3 separate regions of the Sus scrofa genome follow, and regions 1 and 2 are each linked to region 3. The links are chromatin contacts, called in public Hi-C maps. All regions are on one chromosome and are shown on one strand. The core of a region is the stretch at or near the end of the contact, and the rest is flanking DNA. Distances in the headings are between cores, read along the strand shown.

Region 1 (3,933 bases), core at 1,234-3,733, 240 kb before region 3:
CAGAGTGGCTCTGGGGTCCTTCTGCCAACTCCAGGTGTACCATGTACCAGCACCCCGGCCCTGGGCAGCTTCTAGCTTCTTTGGCCTCTCTGAGCCCTAAGTGCCCATGAGAACTCCGACTGGGTCAGGAAATTCTCCCATTGTCAAGGTCTTGGCTGGGGGGGGGGGGGGGGCACTCACTGTCTCCCAGTTTAACCATGTAACTGAGAACCCAGAGGCGCTGAAATGTTCTTTTTTCCCCCCAATGTTCAATCTGGAAGGGCGTGTGTATCAACTTCAGATGAGAGTTTCAAAAAGAACATCTCTTTCACATGACTAAGGGTGGGCTTAGGGAAATGTGCCCTCATAAGGCACCCCCCGCCCCCAGCCCTGCCCTCGCAGGTGATCTAAGAAACCTTGGGTTCTAAACTCCTAGCTGCGTCTCCCCATCTGGAGACAGCTTCTAATTCTGATATGTTACCAAATCATTGGTTTTAACCAACACTCAGCTCTATTTTAGAAGAGATGAAATTTAAATACTAAACTGAACTAAAAAGGTTGGGTGTAAAAGCTAAGTTATGTGGTAAAACAGGCCCATGCCCACTAGGCCTTCAATAACAGTTATAAGACAGTATTTCGGGACCTGACAGTTTTTAAATCTCCCTAAAATTCACAACAGTTTGGATCTAAAATACATGAGCACGTTACAGATCATTTAAGAATGTGCAAGGGATGTGGTTTTCTGGTTTATTAAGGTGACATACACACAAAATTTAAAAAAAATTCAACGTAAAGAATAATGTTCCGGAGTTCCCATGTCGTGGCTCAGCGGTTAACAAACCCGACCTGTATTCATGAGGATGCGGGTTTGATCCCTGGCCTCACTCAGTGGGTTAAGGATCTGGCGTTGACGTGAGCTGTGGTGTAGGTTGCAGATTCGACTTGGGTTCTGAGTTGCTGTGGCTGTGGTGCAGGTCAGCAGCTACAGCTTGGATTCGACCCCTAGCCTGGGAACCTCCATATGTCACAAGTGTGGCCCTAAAAAGACAAAAGAAAAAAAAAAAAAAAAAAGAATGTTTCAGAGGGCACTAATGATTTAAATTTAATGGACGCTCACTCCCACCTTAAGAGTGCCTGAGCCCCACTTCCCCTTATCAATTAACCTGTCAGCTTGATAATCAAGTCTAATTAGTTAAATCCTTTTTTAATGAAAAGATTATGCCTTAAGCGTTCTGCCAGTTCCAGGGCTGTTGGCAACTACTAAACTAATCTCTGCAAATTTAGGGGGTGGGGAGGCGAATCTTTAAAGTCCACTGGAATCCAGAGCTCCAAAGGCTCATCTGCCTGAATCGTAATTATTTACAGCCTACAAAATACAACGACCACGCCGCACACAAATGCCGAAGTTCTTCTGCACATGCAAAGCAGCGACTTACACACATCCAAGAGAAATGGCTAAGAAAACTGGACTCATCGTTTCAAGTGGTGTGGAAGCTGACAGAAAAACGGGATTAAAATAACTAAACAGTTAATGCGTCCCAAGTTAATTGCCACTATGAGGAATTCATAATGAGGTTTATCCTATAAGACAACGAGGCTGGGCCCTTCCAAAAGTCCATGTCACTTAAAAAACACACTTTGAAAAGGGTGTGGTGGGGGGAGAGGAGGGGGGATGGAATTCAACACTGATTTCAAGAGGCCACAGAGACGTGCCAAAAGCATAACCCTGATTGGACTGTGGATCCAAAAGAGAAAAAATGCACCCACACACTTTGGAAACAAACAAGGTAAGTTCAACATGACCTTTAGACAAAATTCCAGAATCGCAGTAAACTTTTTTTAGGTGATGATGGTATTGATGTTCCGTAGAAAAATACAGGAGAAGAACTGAAGTATTCTGATACTTTTCACTTAAAACGATTTAGCAAAAAAAATAAGAAGAAGAAATAAAAAAAGATTTAAAAGCCAAGTGTGGCAAAATGTTAAGATTTGGTGGATCTACATGAAGAGTGCATAGACATTTGTTGTAGTCTTTCAACATTTCTGTAGGGTTGCAATTCTAAAACAAAACCAAAAAAAAAAAAAGAAAAGAAAAAACTGGAGGCAAAACTTTTTGTGTGTGTGTCTTTTTGCCTCTTCTAGGGTTGCACCTGCGGCATATGGAGGTTCCCAGGCTAGGGGTCTAATAGGAGCTGTAGCCACTGGCCTGCACCGCAGCCACAGCAACACCAGATCCGAGCCACGTCTGCAACCTACGCCACAGCTCATGGTAGCACCAGATCCTTAACCCACTGAGCGAGGCCAGGGATCGAACCCGCAACCTCATGGTTCCTAGTCGGATTCATTAACTACTGAGCCACGACAGGATCTCCTGAAGGAAAAATTAAAAAAAAACAAAACAAACAGGTCATGGTTCAATAGCCCTGGAGTCAATCTGGACTACCCCACAGGACCATGAGCTGCCAAGAACAGAGCCATGTCCATCTCAATGTCCACTGTCCTGGCACGAGGGGGCACTCAAGTATCTGATCAATGGATGGGTAGATACGCCAATGAAGTTCTGGCTCCAAAACACCTCAGTCATGGGAGCAGGTCATGAGTCTGAGCCGCGGCAAAGCAGTGACAACACCAGCCTTGGAGGTCCCTTGTACCTATTAGAGAGATGTTTACCAGGGGCACAGCAATGTGTCAGGTGGCATGTACTTGGCACTTAGCCAAGGGCACTACCACTATTACTATCAGATAAGTCAATACTTTTTAAAAAATCCTTGATACTGACAAGTCGAAGGGGTTTTGGTTTTCCACTGAAATCGTCCAGACGTATAGAATGGCTGTTTCCATTGTACTTTCACGTCCTCTCAAAACTGCCCCTGTGCTGGTCCCTCTTGTTAAAGACTCTTGTGCTTTATGGGGCACGAGCTATTTCTTTACGCCGTCACCTGACATGGGACACCCCTTCTAACCGGGAGGCATGTGCGCGGGAACGGATGCCCCTGGCATGAGAAAGCTTTTCACAGCAAGCCTCTCTCAGCCGTGTAGAGAGATGTGCTGTTACCTGAAGGGGTTTAAAAGAAAGTCCTCGGCTGCCGAAAGCCCAAAGGCAATTCTAAGGGGGTTAACAGGCTTGAGCTGGTGAGAAACACCACCGTGGAAGAGTCTGGTGGTGAGGCTAACAGCACCTTTCCAGAGAGAGGCAGGGCAAGCGAAGGGGCATGAATGTGTCTACGTGCGTGTGTGTGTGTGTGTGTGTGTGTGTGTGTGTGTGTGCACTGCACGCAAAAAACACCAGCAATAAGAAAACTGAAACGAGAGGTTGGAGGGTGGGGGGATCCATTAGGGCTTTGAGATGGAAATGATATAAAATTGGGTTGTGATGACTGTTGTACAGCTATACATGTAATAAAATTCATTGAGTAATAAAAAATAAATAAATTTTTTTAAAAAGATCCCCACTAACCACTTCCTTCTCCTCAACCCCTTGCAGAAACATGCCTGCAGGGAAGAACACTGGAAAGTTCGAGAGCAGCTGTCTGCCGCCTCAAGGCCACCTCTCCCTCCCCAGGCATGATCCCAACAGACCAGCCTGCCGACGTGTGACTCTGAGACCAGCAGGCATGATGGATGCTCACACCCCAACAGTATCCCTAAGGCAGCACGAGCTCTCTCCACTTCCTTAAACTCTTGAGTCCTGTCAATATTACAGCAAACAAAGTAAGTTTAGGTTTCACTAAATCCCCTGGCAGCCTGATGGCATAAAACGGAAAAGCTCCACAGTGAACCGTGGATCTGCCTATAATACACTCCATGGGGCAATGATTCCGACGTTGGCAGGAAAGGCTTTCAGACTCCTGTGAGCTGTGGTGTAAGTCGCAGACATGGCTCAGATCAGCGTTGCTGTGGCTGTGGTGTAGGCCAGCAGCTACAGCTCTGATTCGACCCCTAGCTTGGGAATCT
Region 2 (3,915 bases), core at 1,374-3,873, 210 kb before region 3:
CAAATGGCCAAAAAAACTGTTGCATGGAAGGGGGAAACAAGACATGCCTTAAAGACATCGAGAATATGTAGGTGTGAAAGCAAAAATTATAGGAATAGCGTTGCTGTATTGTAATGTTATAGTGAGATTTCTAGGAACACGAGTTTCCCAGCTGAAAACTTGGAGATAAGAGCAGTTCACTGTTCTTCAGTGAAAAAGTGTCCTTTTTCAAATTGTTCACATTGGAATGGCGACGTTACAGTCACAGCTTAAATGGCAGTGGATTATTTTTTTAAGGAAAAAGGCTGTTAGTTAAATCATTCTACACCAAACTGAAATAACTCTTGCAGATTTGGGAACTACCTATTAAAATGAGTCTAACTGGCCCAAAGAAATGTGGAAACAAAGCACTGTACCCACAATACAGAAAGCACGGGGAAGCAGAGGAAAAGGTTCCCCATCCAGCTTTTATTTGCACTTGGGGTGTGTGTGTGTGAGAAAGAGAGAGAGATGAAATAGGACAGAAGCTGGCTAGGAAGAGGCCCTTTGGCTGTCTTGCACGCCCCTACACAACCTCCTTGGTTGGGGCTGCCACCCTTGTCAGTTCTTTGGCCTCCACACCATATTCTCAAGTAGCCAGTCAAGTGATCCTTATGTCTGAAGCAAACTTAGAGGAGGTGATTATTATGATGCCAGCCAGTAAATTATTAAGGAAATAAATCCGACAGAATATTTACGGCGACCTGGGAGTATGCTAATAAAAGCTCTTCCAGCCCTTTAATTTTCTGATACATGCCTTGCAACTGGGAAGGAGGCAGGGGGTCTCAAAAAGGCCTCCATGTAAAAACACCCAGAAGAAACGAGGGCAGCGGGCTCAGGCTAATCATAAAATGAGCTGCAGCATTTCTTTCTGCCGCCCAGGTGGTTCCAACCATGGCGGACCACTGTCCTGAAAAGTCAGAAAAGAGCTTCTCAGCCCGAGTCTGAAGCAGGAACTACGAGAACATTCTCAGCTTTTTCTCCCTGAACTTTCAGATTCTACTTGCGCTTGAAAGCATTTGAACAAATTTGTGGTTCTCTGGATCTTAATCTTTGGGATGTTTTCTTTTTCACTGTTTTTAGGAAAAAGTCTGCAATTCCTTACATTACCTGGAACATTTTCCTGCCCCCCCCCTTTATAATCAGCAGTTCGGCTAATGGAAACGTGCCGAGCCGAGACTTAGCTAGCGAGCAGATCCTCTCCTCTCCTTTATTTTTTTACCACGGGGGCACCTCTACATACTAACGACTTCAGGTTTTGCTCGCCATTTCGTTTCATCCCCCTCGCTCGGTTTCGGAGAGTGAGGGCGTGAAGTGGCTGCATCTAGAAAGGATAGAAAAACAAAGCTCCCTCTTGGCTGTTTTTTATGGGGGGGGGGTTAATACTGAAAAATTGCTAGACGCCGTAGTTGGTGTTTAAAGAAAAGTTAAATAAGTCAAAGAGATTGAAGGAAGGAACACGGAGAATGAGGAAAACGAATAAAAGCCTTCGGAGGAGCAGACAGGGGTGGGACGCAGCCTCTCCTGTTAAAGGTCCACCTTCATTCCCTTCGCTCGCGGACCCCGCGGACGGCCCTCCGCACCCGCACCCGCACCCGGAGGGGCTTTGCAACCAGAAAAGAGAAACCTCCCCGAAACTTGGGTGCGAGTTCTTTGCCCAGCGGCCGCGATCCCAGCCCAGCTCTCCTTTCGCTTCCCTGGGCACCGCGCGTGCGGGCCAGGATCCCGACCTCTGCGCGGGGAAGCGCTACCCCCGGCACCGGTAGCGAGCGCAGCGCCCAGAGCTCTAGCCCGAGCGGGTGCCAGGCCCCGGCCGGAGGCAGGCGCAGCCCCTCGGGGCGGCTCCGGTCCCCGGGCACGACCGCGTAGCTCCGGCCGCTCGCGCCGCCGCTCCCCGCCGGAGCCCGGCGGGCCAGGGGAGGAAAGTACAAAGGCGGGCGACCGGGCCGCGGAGGGAGGGCGGGCGGCGGGAGGGAGGAGGGGTGGCGGCGGGGGGTTCGGGCGCGCCAGACGCGAGGAGCTCGCCCCTGCCACCCCTGCCCGCCGGCCCGGCCGCCGCAACAAAAGACCCCCGGCCCGCCGCTCCCTCCCGACCACCGGCGGCAAGCGAGGGAGCCGCGCCCCCGGGGCTGCATTACCTGGTCGTAAAGGGTTAAGCAGTCCTGTCAGCCCCAAGTTCATGGTTTGGTTCCAGAGCAAGGCTCACGATGGGGGATCGTCAGAGACCAGGGGGAAAGCCAGCCAAACACACGAAGAGAAAACGCCCAACTCCGACCGGGCTCCGTCCGCGCGAGTCTCTCCTTTCCAGGTGAAAGTCTGAAAGCGGAGGCACGCCAACCAAATCCGTACGGGCGGCAGCTCCGGGGCGGCCGAGCGCCAGCGCCTGCACACATCCAGCGCGGCCGAGGCCAAGCGGGCGGCGGCGACGGGCGGGCGGCCGGGAGGGAGCGCCCAGCCGGCGCTCGCCCGCTGCCTCCGGGCGGCTCCGGCGGCGCGCGGGGCCGCGGGGCACGGCGGGGACCGGAGGGGCGTCCCGGGCGGGCCGGCGAGCGGGCGAGGCGGAGAGGAGCGGCCCGAGCCGCGGCCGCGGCGCGCGGAGCTAAGAGCGAGGCGGCGGCGGCGACAGGACAAAGGAGACCATGTGCGGAGGGGAGGAGGGAGAGGGAGGAGGAGGAGGAGGGCGCGCGGCGGCGGCGGCGGCGGCGGCGGCGGCTTCTCCCCGGCGGCCGCCTCGGGCTCCCCGACTGCCGCTCCCGCCTCTCCAGCAGCACCGCGGGCCGACCAGTCCCGGTCCCGGTCCCGCCGCCACCGCCGCGGCGCTGGAGGAGACGCTCTGGGAGTCTTTATTCGGAGCCGATCTCACTGGCGCGCGGCGCGGGCGGCGCTGCAGCGGCCGGGGCGCCGGGCGGGCTACGCGGGGCCGGCGGCGCCTCCCGGCCGGAGCTCGCGGGCGGACGGGCAGCGCCTAGGGCTGGCTCGGCTCCGGCCCGCGCTCCGCTCGCGGGCGCCTGCCTCTCCCGCCGGCTCGCCGCTCAAGTAAACTCCATCGGCCGCCGGCGCCGCGGGTTCCCTGGCTGGACGGGTGGCGGGAGGGGGCGGCGGCGGCACAGGGGCCCCTCGCTCCGGACTTCGCTCCCCGACTGCGCCGAGCGCGCCTCCTCCAGACGCTCGCAGCTCTCGGAGCGGGACTTCCTCGGCGCGCCGAGCCCGAGCCGCCGGTGCCGCCGCCCCTCCTCCGTCCCGCCCCGCGCGCCCCGCCCCTCGCCGCCCCTCCTCTCGGCCCCGGCGCCGGGTCGGCCCCGCGGGGGCGCAGTCCCCGGGCTCGGCCTCGACAGCTGTCGCTTCCCCCTCCCACCCCCGCGGCTCGGGCCCGAGGTCCCCACGGCCGCCTTCCCGGCGGGCGGGCGCGGCGGGCACTGCCGTGTCCTCCCCGCAGCTGCGGCTTCCACGACTGCGCCGCGGCAGGGAAAGGCCACTAGGCCCACAGGCTGGGGCTGTATTGCCACTAGGCCAGTCACATCTGCAGAGAGCCAGCTCTCAGGGTAGTTGTGATGAGAAATGAGAAAGTAAGTTATGGAAACCACCTGGCACATAGTAGGTGTTCAATAAGTACATTGTTGAAAATGGAGGCGGGGGGGGGGTGCGCAGCCAGAGTCTAGTATTCGAAGAAAGTACTTAATCCAACCTTATCCCCGCCTGGTCAAAGGCTGAACACAGCGGCTCAAGGATACCAGCGCATGAAGTGGCCGTTACAAGTGCCCCTCCCCTTAGTCCTCAAATCCACTGTCATTTATACACCTTCCATCCACAAATGTGGCGCTGGTTGTGACCGCCAGATGCAGGGAAAGGATTAAAGCAAAGCCACAGCCTCACTGAATGCACAATTACTATCATCCT
Region 3 (4,162 bases), core at 846-3,345:
GGGGACAAGAAAGTGGCTAAAGAAAGCCTCATTCAGTCTCTGAAAGTTGGTAGAAAGAGGCTGGATGGTGGTTCCTTCTTGATTTTTTTCTTTTCCTATCTTTTTTTTTTTTTTTTAAATGGGAAGCCAAAGAAGCTAAGAATGCCAGAAATGAAAAGGAAGATGCCAGATGGAGGGAGGCAGAGCAGGTAAGAGTGATAATGAAGACCGCACGACGCCCAATGAAATGGGGGAAGGGGAGCTTACCCTGTACTGGGAAACAGCCTACAGGCCACAAGAAATTTCAGGGCAGCCTAAACAAAAATCCTTCCCCTTCGCCTTAGAGATCCCAAAAGTACATTAACCGGCCTCTACTATGGTCTGGCCAACCTCATATGCCACTTACCCAAAGTTCACTCCTGTCCCCCCAAACTGGGCTGGCGACCATTCCTCCTACATCGAGTATGTCTCCCCGGTGCCTTCCAAAATCAGCTCATCCTTTTTTCTTTCTTTCTTTTTTTTTTTTTTTTTTTTTTTTTGCTTTTATTAGGGCTCCACCCAAGGCATATGGAACTTCCCAGGCTAGGGGTTGAATCGGAACTGTAGCTGCTGGCCTACACCACAGCCATAGCAACCTACGATCTGAGCCACGTCTGTGACCTATACCACAGCTCATGGCAACGCCTGATCCTTAACCCACGGAGTGAGGCCAGGGATCGAACACACATCCGCATAGATACCAGTCATATTTCTGCTGCGTCTTGATGGGAACTCCAAAAACATCAGCTCATCCTTTAACCGCCCTCCAGGAGCCGTCAGCACTGCCTCTCACCCGCTTTCTTGGGATCACGCTGGCAATGACAATACTGGGTAATGCAAGCCTCTAGCAGGCTAACCGGTAATTGTGAGACACTGGGCAAGTTACCTAAACTTTCTGCGCCCAGTGGCCTTTCAGATGGGGATGGAAAAAATGATGCCTCCTGCACTGCGTCATGGTAGAGATGAATGGAGTTGGTCTATGCAGAGTGCATACAGTGGCGGCCCAACAAATGCCAGCCTTCATACGGTTTGTCACACAGGGTGGCACCTGCTCAGATGTTGTTCCGAACGACTCTGTAGTGGCCTCACCAATACCTCTTCGACCAGACCAGAAGTTCCTAGAGGATAGATGCTATGCCTAAAACCTGCTGGAAATGCCTCAGAGCGATATACATGATGGGGATTCAAAGAGCCCCAGAAGAGCAACATCCGTGGGTATCTACTGTGTCTCAAGATTTGCAATAGATGCTGAAGAACCAGGATGGAGGAGCTTTGAGGAGCTCACCTTGGGGAGGGGGCTATGCGAGGAGGCACATCTTTTCTAAACTAAGAGCATCCCCCACCCCATTTTTTTCTTGGGACTGCCTCTAAATCCTTCGGGAAGAGGCTGGTGGCAAGCTTGCATTGGTATGAGCAGAGCCACAATTTGTTGAACATTTTGCTTTGATTAAAAATTAATAGCTGCTTTTGACCCATATGGATTAATTCCACTCTCTCTAAGTATCTCCTTAATTGACAAAATACCATTAGGTGAAAGAACCAATTAAACCAGCACATGACTCCCTCCCTCCTTCTGCCAGCCTTCATCCTCCTTCCTCCCTCTCCGTGTTGTCCTGCCTGAGTGTTTTAATAGACCATTTCCATCCCAGCACAGTGAGACGAATTCCTCAGTAAACACACAAGAACAAAGGTGGGAGGTGTGCTGGGTGCAGAGGCGAGGCCATGCTGAACCCACCAACAAGCGGAGGAGGAAGGCCTGCGGAAGGGAGGAAAAGACAAGCGATCCACTTCCATGGCCTGAAGAGACTGACAAGTGCAGCTCCTGTCAATTAACCGGCACTCCCAAGCTCATCAGCCATCCGAGGCTGCTCAATGCGCAGCTTTGTCTTAGTTTGGCACAACTCCCTGCTAAACTCCCCGGAAAGTGCTGACAAGGTTACTCTAATAACTGGCTGGACAAAGTCCACCCACTGTGCATTGCAACACGTGCTCTGCGGCCCTGGCAAAGGGGCACGAATCGCCCTGTCAGGCTGCAGGAAGAGGTCAGCGGGAGGAAGAAGGGTAACAAAGTGCTAGGACCAGGCCCCAGGGGTAAAGACTGTGCCCTCTGCTGGGGTTTGCGAAAGCTTCTAGGTCTTACTGAGTGAGTGTTTCTCGCCTCTTTCTTCCTAAGCCTCTGCCAAGGTGGGTGAATGGGAACACTGTGTCTTTATTGGGGCTGGAGAGCTTTAAGAAACCTCCACTGGGGATGGATCCAAAGGACTCACTGCCCTGAAACAGGAGATGCTTTTATGCCTAAACCCTTCTTTCATCCGGAGAACTACAGACAAACAGCTTTCCAGGGGAGTGTCTGAAAGGAACCAAACTGGTCACTTCCAACGTCGCGAGTAGGCAGCTAGGGACCAAAGTGACTGAGGACAGATTCTGTTTTCCTCAGCTCTGTTTTCTTCAGTTTTTTACAATGGCACAGCCCAACACGGGATCCAGGTCTGTGCCTTCTCGTAGTTGTACACTGAGACAGCAATGGGACACAGGGAGCTGCATTTTAAAAAAATCTGGAAGGGTCTTCGGAAATCACCTACTCAGTAATATGTATCAGAAAAATTTCAAACACAGAAAAGCGGAAAGAACTTTACAGCGAACACCCCCCACATACCCGACACCGGTGTCCTTCTACTTAACATTTGATTAAATTTGCTTTATCATGTACCTATCCCACCTGGCCAGCCTAATAGTTACCTATCATTCCAACTTCCTTTAATTGCTTTAAAAAATGTTTTTTTTTCCTTTTTTCATGAAAATATTTACAGTGTTGTGCCAATTTCTACTGTATAGCAAAGTGACCCAGTCATACATATATATACATTCCTTTTGCTGTATTATCTTCCACCATGGTCTATCCCAAGAGACTGAATACAGTTCCCTGTGCTCTACAGCAGGATCTTCTCATTGCTTATCTGTTCTAAATGGAATAGTTTGCATCTACTAACCCCAAACTCCCGGTCCATCCTACCCGCTCCCCTCTCCCCCTTGGCTATCACATGATCCAGCAATTCCACTCCCGGGCATATATCCCAACAAAACTACAATTCAAAAAGATACATGCACCTGTATTTATTTATTCACTTTTTTGTCTTTTGTCTTTTCAGGGCCGCACCCGAGGCATATGGAGGTTCCCAGGCTAGGCGTCTAATCGGAGCTGTTGCTGCCGGCCTACACCACAGCCACAGCAACGCCAGATCCAAACTGCGTCTATGACCTACACCACAGCTCACGGCAATGCCAGATCCTTAACCCACTGATCGAGGTCAGGGATCGAACCCACAACCTCACGGTTCCTAGTTGGATTTGTTTCCACTGTGCCACGACGGGAACTCCATGCACCTGTATTTTCACAGCAGCACTATAGTCAAGACATGGAAACAGCCTAAATGTCTATTGACAAATAAATGGATTAAGAAGATGTGGTACATAAAAAATGTATTTTTATTTTATTATTATTATTTTTATAGCCACACCTGTGGCACATGGAAGTTCCTGGGACTTCCATAGAAATCGGGACTGCAGCCGAGGCCTACCACAGCAATACCGGATTCAAATGGCATCTTTGACCTACAGCGCAGCAATACTGGATGCTTAATACTCTGAGCGAGGTCAGGGATCGAACCCACATCCTTACAGAGACAATGTCGGGTCCTTAACCAGCTGAGCCACAACACAAACTCCTAAAAAAAAAAACCCAATTTTTAAAAAGCTACCTGAAGAACACTTTTTTCTAAGTCAAGTCTTTGGAGAAAGGCAAATCTATGAAACGGACAGAAGTCAAGCTACTCCAGTTGAAGCAGGTCAGGCCCCTGATGTCCTAACAACCCACGCTCACCTCCACCCGCCCCCGGACGCCAGGGAGGACTGTGTGACATTACAGACAACGCCTCACCTGGCAAATGAGCCACTGGGACCCAGGAAGGGTGCCACCCCAAGGCCCACATCCTCATCATGTGTTCTTGGGTAAGTGATCGTATTACCTTGCATTTTTTTTGGTTGTAAAGAGATTACACAAAACGAAGTAAAACCAGCAGCAAGTTCCTGGCGCGTGGTAAGTAATGCTCTATAAACGACAGCTGTTCCTTTGCTCATTATTAGC

Evidence for each region. A called contact is a pair of places that touch in the nucleus more often than the background predicts.
Region 1: a contact with region 3 is called in a Hi-C map of liver, with 3 times the contacts expected there. The contact joins two enhancer-like sites. A contact is called at or near these places in 3 of 47 Hi-C or Micro-C datasets (liver and skeletal muscle).
Region 2: a contact with region 3 is called in a Hi-C map of liver, with 2.3 times the contacts expected there. The contact joins two enhancer-like sites. A contact is called at or near these places in 1 of 5 promoter capture datasets (liver), 7 of 47 Hi-C or Micro-C datasets (embryonic fibroblasts, epiblast stem cells, liver and 1 more) and 1 of 2 datasets of contacts at active chromatin or transcription factors (skeletal muscle).

What each region holds. Positions count from the first base shown.
Region 1 is chr3:14,724,916-14,728,848 of Sscrofa11.1, reverse strand. All of the region lies in intron 6 of AUTS2 (AUTS2, activator of transcription and developmental regulator), which reads right to left. Among named protein-coding and RNA genes, the nearest start is that of GALNT17, 300 kb to the left of the region's middle. Within about 2 kb of position 2,483, at least 3 of the 83 cell types and tissues checked have an H3K27ac peak or open chromatin away from gene starts, as enhancers often do. A contact at or near this core is called in liver, where this site is marked.
Region 2 is chr3:14,700,404-14,704,318 of Sscrofa11.1, reverse strand. The region is part of intron 5 of AUTS2 (AUTS2, activator of transcription and developmental regulator); the gene reads right to left. Among named protein-coding and RNA genes, the nearest start is that of GALNT17, 320 kb to the left of the region's middle. Within about 2 kb of position 2,623, at least 47 of the 83 cell types and tissues checked have an H3K27ac peak or open chromatin away from gene starts, as enhancers often do. A contact at or near this core is called in liver, where this site is marked.
Region 3 is chr3:14,485,139-14,489,300 of Sscrofa11.1, reverse strand. The region is part of intron 5 of AUTS2 (AUTS2, activator of transcription and developmental regulator); the gene reads right to left. Among named protein-coding and RNA genes, the nearest start is that of GALNT17, 540 kb to the left of the region's middle. Within about 2 kb of position 2,095, at least 8 of the 83 cell types and tissues checked have an H3K27ac peak or open chromatin away from gene starts, as enhancers often do. A contact at or near this core is called in liver, where this site is marked.